3 separate regions of the Sus scrofa genome follow, and regions 1 and 2 are each linked to region 3. The links are chromatin contacts, called in public Hi-C and HiChIP or PLAC-seq maps. All regions are on one chromosome and are shown on one strand. Each heading gives the region's core, a stretch centred on a gene start, on an enhancer-like site or on the middle of the called end of the contact. The rest is flanking DNA. Distances are from core to core; before and after follow the strand shown. Region 1 holds the start of LONRF3 (LON peptidase N-terminal domain and RING finger protein 3). Region 2 holds the start of DOCK11 (dedicator of cytokinesis protein 11). Region 3 holds the start of IL13RA1 (interleukin 13 receptor subunit alpha 1).

Region 1 (3,263 bases), core at 638-3,137, 190 kb before region 3:
GTCCCCCGGGATCCCTGAGCTGTCGCCCGGCCGGTCGCCCACTGGGCTGGCGGGCTGGGGTTCCAGGCGAGGGCGCAGGCTGCGGGCGGGCGGGGAGGGAGGGGACATCTATTTCAGCCGAGGATCGTGTGATAGGAAGCGGTGACAATGAGTCACAGGGCAGCGGGGCGCGAGCTCTCCCCCCCCCCCCCCGCACACGCTCGCGGGATGGTTTCCGAGGCGAGCGTGGCCCACTTCGGTTACCTCAGCCGTTACACAATCCCGCCCGCCCGCGCGGAGGAGGGGCCGCCCGGCCCGGGCCGCTCGCGGCCCTTATGCAACCAGTGCTCTCCTGACCTAATTCCACGCCGGACCCACCCCACCGGGAGCCGCGGCCCCGGAAGGGACAACTCCCGGCCGTCACGGCGGCTCCGGGTCGGGCGGGAGAGGCAGACGCAGGCGCCGACCGAACATCTCGGGCTGGCGGGAGCCCAGAAGCCCCGGCGCACTGGCAAGGGTGCGAAGTTCCCTTCCCGGACCGCAAGGTGCGGGCAGGTGTCCGAGGGGCCCAGGAGTGCAGAGGCAGAAGGAGAAGGCGAGCCCGAGAAACAGAGGTGGTGACACGGAGCAAGAGACAGAGTGACAAAGATGCGGAGAGGGAAAAAGCCACGGAAACAGAGTGACACACAAACAGAAGCAGGGACTGAGCGACGCAGAAACACAAAAGCTAACAGGAGACACAGGAAAAGACAAAGAGCAGGGAGACAGACAGAGACCCAGAGAAAGGGCGATGAATCGGCAGCGACGGAGAAAAAGTAGGGGACTGAACTCCAGAAACCCCCTCCCCCACTCCGGGCTCGATCCATCCCCCGGTCCGCGCGCCTTCCTCCGCCCGACCCGCCTCCCATTTCGCGGGTCCCGGCGGCACAGTGGGCTCACCCAGCCTAACTGCCTCGTTGTACTTGAGCAGCGCCGCCTCCACCTGGCGCTCGCGGTACAGCCGGTTGCCCTCGTGCCGGAGTTGCGACGCCCGTGCCGGGCCTGGGAACAACTTGCCGAGGAGGCCGCTCAGCACCACGTTGACCCGCAGCGGCGGCGGCGCCTGCTGCCCAGCCCGCCGGGCCCCGCGCGCCCGCCCGGTGGCCACCATCAACGCGGAGAGCTTGACGCCGCACAGCGCACAGCGCCGGTCGGCTGCCCGCCCGCGTTCCAGGCACAGTTTACAAAAGGTGTGGCCGCAGGACAAGGACACGGGGTCTGAGAGAAATCCATGGCACTTCCGGCACTTGAAGCCGTCCCACACCTCGGTGGCCTCGGCAGCCGTCGCCACCCCCGCGTCTTCCGCCGCCACCGCGCAGCTCACCGCGAGGCTCCCGTCCGGGGGCTCCGGAGCCTCGCCTCGCGGGACGTTCTCGGCCAGGCAGCGCACCAACTGCTCCAGCTGCTCAGCCACCAGCTGCTGCCGCTCTGAGAGCTGTCGGTACACCTCGAGGGCTTCCCGGAGGCGCCCCCCAGACGCCAGGGCATCGGCCTGCTTGAGCAGGACTTTACACTCGGGCGTCGAGGCCCTCGGAGGCTGCTCCTGCCCTGGCGGCCGCGTCGGTAGAGGTGCGGGGCCTTCTCTAGCCGCCTCCGGGTGGGGGCCCGTGTCTCCGCGGGCCGCTGATGCCGCCGGCTCAGCCAGCTCCAAGTTGTTGCTGCCGAGCTCGGCGGGCAAGCTCAGCATCTGCCCAGTCTGAAATGAATCCATAGGGAGAGGGTCACGCGCGGAAAGAGGCGTCTAGGGGCCGGGGACGCGGAGCAGGGAGCGGCGGCTGGAGGGAATCGGGGCTGCCACGGCCGCCGCTCTGCCGCGCGCCGCTCCCCGCCGCGCCTCTGCGAGCTCCATGCCTGCTGCCCCGCGCCGCCTAATAACTGTCTTGTCTCAGCAAAGTGTTATATAAAACGGCACCACGTGATGCGCCGCCACGCTGCTCATTGGCCGGCAGCAGGGCGATTGTTACAAAACCAGACAGTTTTGTAACAGTGTTGCGCTTGCTTCTTTCGGCTTCGCTTTTCTTGGCTTCTTTTTGAGGTTGTTTGTGTTTACACTCCGTCTTATTTCCCCCTTGCAATGTGGTTCCTTTTCGGAAGAGGGGGAGGGAAAAAAAATTAAAACGGCGTCTTCTCTTGCGCTTCTCCGACTCCAAAACCCTACCCCATCCCACCTCCAAACCCGCCAGCAAACAGGTCCCCTCTGCCAGTCGCTCGCTAACGGCCCCCTCCCCGCTCTAGAGGCCGGTACCTCGAGGCGCGCAGTCCACCAGGTCTTCGGAGACGCCGGAGGCTCGCCTTCCCAGGGGCGACGGCGGCTGTCTGCGAAGGGAAGCGGGTTGAGAAGGTCCCCGGGAAGCCCCCCACCCGGGTCCCGGTCCCGGCCCGGCTCCTCACACCCGGAGACCCTGGCCACTTTCCCCAGGGAGTCCCCCAAAGGTAGTGAATGCGGTTATCCGAGGGCGCTGGGTCTCCTGTGCTGGGAGCGACTCGGACCAGGGGGCCAAGCGGGCTCAGCAGTTGGGCGGCGCTCGCCGAGAGGAGAGGGGCGCGCGGAGAAGATGCGCTCGCCAGCTCCGGCCGGGAGGAGGCGGCCCGCACGCCCTGCTTTCTCACCTCTCCGTCCTCCAACGCTGGAACCTGCGCTAGGGCGGGCGGCGGGCGGCCCGCGCCCCCGCTGAAGACGCGCCGGGCCCCGGGGACCACAGGCAGGACGGGCGCGGCCTCGAGAGCAAGGCCTGCTGGGGTCAGTGGGTACTCCGGGGCCACGGGAGAACAGCGGGCGGAAGACCGCAACCCGGAGCACTGCTCGGGAGAAAGTCCGTGAGTCCCCGGCGCACTCCAGCGGCCGGCGCAGCCGCCTCCAGGTTCGCCGCTCCAGAGCGCAGAGCTCTGACACAGGCGCTTCATAGCGGGGGGCTGCGCACCAGCCAAGCCGCAGTGCTTGGCTCATAATGGCTAGGGGCCGCGAGGGTGCCCCGCTTACTTCCAGAAAGCCAATGTGAGCCGCCCACGCTCTGTCTCTCTGCTCACCCCCCACATCGGACAGGAGCCACACGCACAAATAAGCTGACAAGCTCAGAGAACTAAAGGAAGAACGTACTTCTCCCAGGGTCACACCGCTCAGAGCCGGAAGGCGGGGTCTAGGCTTGCCCCGACTCAGTGGGCCTTCGGTCGCAGCGGGCTCTGGGTATTGCTTGGAGGTGTGCCTGGGGCTGCTCCAGAGGCCTGAGGACCTACAATGGGCTCCT
Region 2 (3,289 bases), core at 326-2,825, 230 kb after region 3:
TCAGGCCCCTGGCCTCCCTTTAATGTTGGTTTTATCGCAGATTCTACAAGATCAACAGAAAAATTACAAGGAAAAGCTGTGAAGTTCCCTTCCGATAAGTTGTTTTAACAAAAAGAGCTCACTCTTAACGGTGAGATTTAAACACAGCAGAGGACTCGCTGTAAGGTAGAATGGAGAGAGACAAAAACGAACAAACAAAAAAGCCCACAAAAAAACCAAAGTAACAAAACAAATGCTAATTAGCCAGCCAGACTGCTTATTTAGGTTTTGCTTGCTGGTCCAGGAAATTGGCAACGAGTATCTTGAAAACAGGAGCAGGGGCAAGTGCCCGTTAGTAGTACCCGTCGGCTTCGCTCCTGAGTCAGACAATCCGGATGCGGCTGAGGGTGCGCTGGGAGGGTTCCCAGGGGGTCTGCGCGCTTTCCAATTCCCATCCCCCAGCCCTGAGCGGTGCGGCTCTGAGCCCAGGTCCTCCATCCCTTCACCGGCGTACACCATCTTCCCCCAAGGCCCCATCTCCTTGCTTCTGGAGCGCTCCCGGGTTCCAGGGGACACCCTCCCCGTGGGGCGGCCGACTCCGCGCCCACTTGCCCCGGAACCCCGTTGTCTCCAGTCCCCTCCCTCCGAGGCAGCAGCAGCAGCAGCAGCAGCAGCAGCAGCAGCAGCAGCAGCAGCAGCAGCAGCACCCTTCTACACCCATCACCACCCTCTCCCCAGTAGCAGGAGGAAGTCGCTCCGCTTCCTCTGTTCTCACCGCCCGCCGGGGCTTGGGCGCCCGGGGCTTTTTGGGTGGGGTTCCTTTTTTGTGTACACGGTATGTGTGTGTGTGTGTGTGTGTGTGTGTGTGCGCGCGCGCGCGCACGAGTGTGTGTGTGTGTGTGTGTGTGCGCGCGCAAAACATTCATCGCATCCTTCCGCCTAGGCTGCTTCAGGTGCAGGCTGGAGGGAATCGGGATCTCGCCGCGCCCCGGTCGCCCGCTCTTTGTGCCGGGTCTAGGGCAGCGCGGGGTGCGCTCTCGAGCTCACATCCCCCGCCCCGGCCCCAGTGCCGAGCCCCCGACTGCCCGTAGGCGTCCAGCCGGGCGCACGCCTCCGCGGTGCCTGGCAGCCGGGCAGCCGCAGCGCTGTCAGCGGGCGCCAGGGCTTCGGACCCTGGCGAGCAGCTGCCGCGGCGAAAACTTAGTGAAGCGGAGAAAGAGCGCGGAGCGCACCCGGCGGCTGCCGCCAGCGCCGTTCCCGTCCCGACCCCGCGCGCGCGCGCGCGGGAAGCCGCCGGGTCGCTCTCGCCCGGAGCGTGTCCCCCGGGACGCCCGGTCCCCCGGCCACTCACCAGCACCACGGAGCCCCGCACGGCCTCCGACACGCTCTGCCGGAGCTCGGCCGCCGTGCCGGGCTTGCTGAGCCGCTTGGTGAATTTGCGCACTTCGGCCATGGCAGCGCGGGCAGGTCTCGGCGGGCGTGCTCACTGCCTCGGGCCGGGGCAGCCGCGGTCGCTGCTGCTCCCCGTGTTTACACGCCTGCCGGCCGGCCACATCTCAGTCGGCGGCGGCGGCGCGGCTCCCGCGGCTCCTCCCTCCCGCCCTCCGCTGCCCCTCCCTCCGTCCCTCCTTCACTCGCTCTCTCGCCCGCTGTCCTGCCCCACGGCGGCGGCCGCTCCCTCCCCTAGAGAGCCCGAGCTCTGCTCGCCAGCCGCCCGAGGAGGAGGGTGTGTCTGGCGAGGAAGGGTGTGTGGAGGGGGAGGGAGAACTGGAGGGGGGGCGAGGGTCACGAGGGAAGAGGGGGGAAGTGGCAACCGCTCGGGCTCCGCCCGCAGCTGATGTTGCTGGTGCAGCCGCATCCGGGAGCGGAGATCTGGGCTGCTTCGTTTTGTGTGCGCGCGCGTGCGTGTGTGTGTGTGTGTGTGTGTGTGTGTGTTGGGGGGGGCACGAAATGTCTCCAAGTGAGCGGTGTGCTCTACCCCAGCGCTCCTTTCCCGTCCCGGAGGCTGCAGGGCCCTCCGGGAGGGTGAGGGAACTCTCGCGTCCCCTACCCCGCAAGCCTCCGGGGTCGAGGCGGCGAAGGGCTGCGGAACAACGTGGAGAGGCCGCCTATTGTGTGCTCCGCCGGGGAGGGTCGCGCCGATGTCAAAAGACAGCGAGCGGTTTTTTGGGCTGGAGCGACTCGCTAGGGTCCTCTCCCGTCCACACAGTTTTCTTACGCGCGGTCCTCCTCACGTGGTTGGGGGGCGGGGGGGGGGAGCGCAGCCCTAGGAGGGAGCAGCCTTTGGGGATTGGAAACTTGCTGTGGCAGAACCCACTCCCCCACCCCCATCCCCACCAGGGCGGGGGAGAGCTGCATGGGGGGCCTGAGCCTGTGGCAGGTTGTCTCGTTCTGCAGAGACTGTGCGTCACGGGTGGGGTGGGGTGGGAGTGCTGTTGGGAAGGCCCTGACCTGGAGTCTGGAGGACCTAGCGCGCTTCTAGAAGCTTTTACACACTCTGCAACCACCTTGCCATTTCCTACTCCCTTCCTTAGCCTCTTCACCTTCCAAGAAGAAATTGTTTCCCAAGAATCAAAGAACATCTTCTAACTAGATGTAAAATAAACAAGCTTAAGACAGAAATAAGGAAGTGAAATCTTCGAGTACTACTGGTGACCCTGTAAAACCTCCCCAAGTACAAAGTGAGAGATTCTGCTAATCGCGGCAGTTTTCTTTCTGGTTACTTCATGTGTTGAGAGTTTGAAAATGGCCAGTAATTCCTCTGGAGCCATGCAGCCCTTCTATGGGCACTTTCCCCACCTTTCCCATCTTCAAAGACCAAGCAGTCACACCTACAGATAGGACTTTGCTTTGAAAACCAGGGCATGGTTGATGTTTCTGTGACTCCAGAGAAGGCCAAGTCTCTTAGCAACCAGTCTGTTTCAGCAGCCATCACAGGAATGCCAGTAAAGCCCAAACTTTCCAAGAGGGCTTGGGGCCTGGAGGTCCTGTAAAGGCGGACACCTCATATCACCAAGCTTGGCTTTGCACAGTACGTGTGTATATAAAATTTGTTTATTGTTGAAGGTAGGTGGATCAGCCGGAATTCACGACCTCCGTTCCATGTGGGTGCCTGCGTGGCCCACACCACTGGTTACCTCCACAACAGCCATAACACTTTTTCCTTGCTTCTGCTCTAGAACAGAGCCATAGGGCTTAGGGAAGGCAGGCCCAGCTCCAGATGATAAGTTATGACTGGTTCACAAGAAAATCCTGATAATGTCACTCTCCTTTACTAGAAGAATGGTCTTGACTCCTATTCAGTTTGGGC
Region 3 (3,092 bases), core at 202-2,701:
ATGGAAGTTCCCAAACCAGGGGTTCAATCGGAGCTGCAGCGGAGGGCCTACGCCAGAGCCACAGCAAAGTGGGACCCCTGAGCAGTGTCTGCAACCTACACAGCAGCTCAGGGCAACGCGAGATCCTTAACTCACTGAGCGAGCCCCGGGATTGAACCCACATCCTCACAGATACTAGTTGGGTTCGTTACTGCTGAGCCACAATGGAAAGTCCTCACTTGAATTATTAGCTGACCAACTTCAAACCTCCCCAGGTCTCTATTCCAAGGCCACCTTTTCAGTGGAGGTCTTCCTACTCCACCTTATTTACAATGGCAGCCCCCTCCTCTGCGTTGTTTTCCTCCAAAGTACTTCTCGCCATCTGACATACCTTATATTTCACTCCCGCCCCCCTTTCTCAGACTCTGCCAACTGCAGAGAAGCACCAAAGGGCAGGGACTCTGTTTTGCTCATCTGCGGCATTCTCAGCCCCTAGAACACAGCCTGGCAGTGAGCCGGCTCTGCACACGTTTTGTTGACTGAATCAACACAGGGCAGCGAGGTTTCCTAATCAACATTTCAACTTGGGTTTCAAAGTACAACACGCTGGTGAAATTGCAATAAACAAAACTGGAAGCGTTTGTGTCAACATGACAATAAAACCTATCGACTTTGGATCTACTATCCTCACCAAGAAGGTCCGGAAAAAGCCATCCCTGAGCAACTCATCAGCCCCCACTTTTCACAGTAACTCTTGGTTGATTAATTTGAAATTGCCGCACGGGGGGGGGGGAGGGGCATACACGAACGCTCTATGTTTGCAACTTTTCTGTAAATTGAAAATTATTCCAAAGTATAAAGGTTGCTTTTTTTTAAAGGAAAATATTAAAGAAAGGCATCCACGCGGATGCTGCTCCGGGTTTCCCACTGGATTTCTTGGACGCCAGAGGAGGCCGTGACCCTCACGTCCTTTTCCTTCAGGAACTAGGAGCCTCAGAGGTTGCCTCCAACTCTCACTCCCTCACTAGACCCGCTGCGCTAGAAGCCCCGGCGGGTCCCCGGCTCGCCGGGACCTCGGTCGCCGTCCCCGCGGGCTTCTGGGCCCTCAACCCCTCCCGGGCTCACGGGCCACATGCCCGGTCCCGACTCCGCGGCCACGGACTCGTTTCGGTCCGGCCCCGGGCTCCTCGGCGCTTCCCGACGGCCAAGGGACGTCCTCCGGCCCCTCCGCCGCTCTGGGTCCTTCACCTCGAGCCGCACGCGAGTGGCGGCGGCGGCGGCGGCCGCGGGGGCATCGCGGAGCCCGCCCCCGGCGCCCACCGCCGCCCTCGGCCCGGCGGGCCTCTCGGCCGCGACCCCCGCCGCCCCGGGCCCCAGGGGCCGCACTACTCACCTGCGGGCGCGGCCAGCCCGCCGCCGCCGGCGCAGAACAGCAGCGCCCACAGCCCGTAGAGCCGCGCCGGCCGCTCCATGCAGCCCCTCGCTCGGAGCCCGGCCGGGCAGCAGCCGCGGCAGTCTCCGCCTCCTCCGCTCCCTCTCCCACTTCCCGGCTCCGCCGCCCTGGAGGCCGGGGGCCGGCGCAGACGGGAAGGGCCGCCCCGCCCACCGGCCGCAGGTAACCCCTGGCGGCCGGCGCGGGTGGAGGGGCGGGGCGTCGGTGGCTCCCGCAGCGGCTTCTGCTGCGCAACACCTGGCCCTGCCGCAGCCCAGTCCCCCGCCCCGAGGCGGATCGCCGGCCAAACGGAACTTCCCCGACCGCGTCGCGGCCCGGCCCCCGCGCCTGCAAGCCGAGCGGACCGTGCAGACCGGCGGAGCCCCGGACGTGCTGGGGGAGCTGTATTCCACCGGGCTCCCCGGGCAGGGCCTTCTCTGGGAACGAGCCTTGGCCTGGGAGTCTGGAGACGCGGCTTCCAAACGTGGGCCTCTGAGCCCTTGTTTCCTAAACTCTGACTCCCGAGTTAGTAATCCCAGGTCTGACCTCAGAGGGTGGACTTGGAAGACCAGAGGAGGGGATGTGGCGGGAGCATGCTTTGTAAACAGGATGAAAAGTATATTTGAAATCTGTTGATAATGGGGGGGGAGGAAGCAAAAATTGTAAATATGACCGACAGTGCCATACTATATACTTGGATTTTTAAAAATGTTTCCTTTTTTGGCGGCCCCACGACATATGGAATTCCCGGGCCAGGGATCCTATCCAAGTCGCAGTTGCTACCTAGGCCGCAGCTGCAGCACCGCAGGATCCTTAACCCGCTGTGTCTAGCCAGGAATCAAACTGGCGTCCTAGCGCTCCCAAGAGGCCACCGAACCCGTTGCGCCACAAAGGGATGTTTTTAAAGCTCACGACCAACTTTCTACATACTGCTTTTTCATACATATAGAGAGATGGAAGGTGGGTGGCTGAGGCTTAATGTCGCTGGGGATGGAGGAAAAGAGGAACCCTTGGTTTCCTATGGCTGCTGTAACAAATTACCACGAATTGACTAAAAACACCCCAGTTTTATTATATTAGCGTTCTGGAGGTCAGAAGTCCCACTAGGGTAAAATCAAGGCGTGGCTGGAGCTGTTTTCCTTCTGGAGGTTCTAAGGGAGAATCTGTCTCCATGCCTTTTCCAGCTTCTGGAGGCCGACTGCATTCCTTGGCCCCTTTCTGTACCACTCAGACCTCTGCTTCCCTTAGCACATCTCCTGCTCTGACTCTGACCCTCCTGCCTTCCTTTTTCTTTTTTGAGAAGCCTTGTAATTAGATTGCACCTACCAGATATCCAGAAGGAACTAGTGGTTAGCAGTGGGACGGGAGGAGTGGGAGGTGCAAACTATTGGGTATAAAATAGGCTCCAAAGGGAGTTGCCCGTCGCGGCTCAGTGGTTAACAAACTCCACTAGTATCCACGAGGATGCAGGTTCGTATTCCTGACCTCACTCAGTAGGTTAAGGATCCAGCGTTGCCAAGAGTTGTGGTGTAGGTCGAAGATGCGGCTCAGATCACATGTTGCTGTAGCTGTGGTGTAGGCCAGTAGCAACAGTTCCAATTCAACCCCTAGCCTAGGAATCCCCATATGCCTCAGGTGCTGCCCTAAGAAGACAAAAGATGAAATAAATAAATAAAACAGG

The links. Hi-C and Micro-C count contacts between places; a contact is called where the count stands out from the background. HiChIP or PLAC-seq counts read pairs in DNA pulled down with a chosen protein or histone mark.
Region 1: a Hi-C map of liver shows a contact between it and region 3, with 4 times the contacts expected there. The contact joins the promoter of LONRF3 here to the promoter of IL13RA1 in region 3. A contact is called at or near these places in 1 of 5 promoter capture datasets (liver), 2 of 47 Hi-C or Micro-C datasets (both in liver) and 1 of 2 datasets of contacts at active chromatin or transcription factors (alveolar macrophages).
Region 2: a contact with region 3 is called in an H3K27ac HiChIP or PLAC-seq map of alveolar macrophages. The contact joins the promoter of DOCK11 here to the promoter of IL13RA1 in region 3. A contact is called at or near these places in 1 of 47 Hi-C or Micro-C datasets (embryonic fibroblasts) and 1 of 2 datasets of contacts at active chromatin or transcription factors (alveolar macrophages).

What each region holds. Positions count from the first base shown.
Region 1 is chrX:97,492,929-97,496,191 of Sscrofa11.1, reverse strand. LONRF3 (LON peptidase N-terminal domain and RING finger protein 3) reads right to left here and starts at 1,887. Exons shown (of 13, transcript XM_013986385.2): 1 at 919-1,887. The coding sequence starts at 1,729.
Region 2 is chrX:97,066,774-97,070,062 of Sscrofa11.1, reverse strand. It overlaps DOCK11 (dedicator of cytokinesis protein 11), which reads right to left and starts at 1,575. Exons shown (of 54, transcript XM_021080484.1): 1 at 1,331-1,575. The coding sequence starts at 1,432.
Region 3 is chrX:97,299,319-97,302,410 of Sscrofa11.1, reverse strand. It overlaps IL13RA1 (interleukin 13 receptor subunit alpha 1), which reads right to left and starts at 1,451. Exons shown (of 11, transcript NM_214341.1): 1 at 1,373-1,451. The coding sequence starts at 1,451.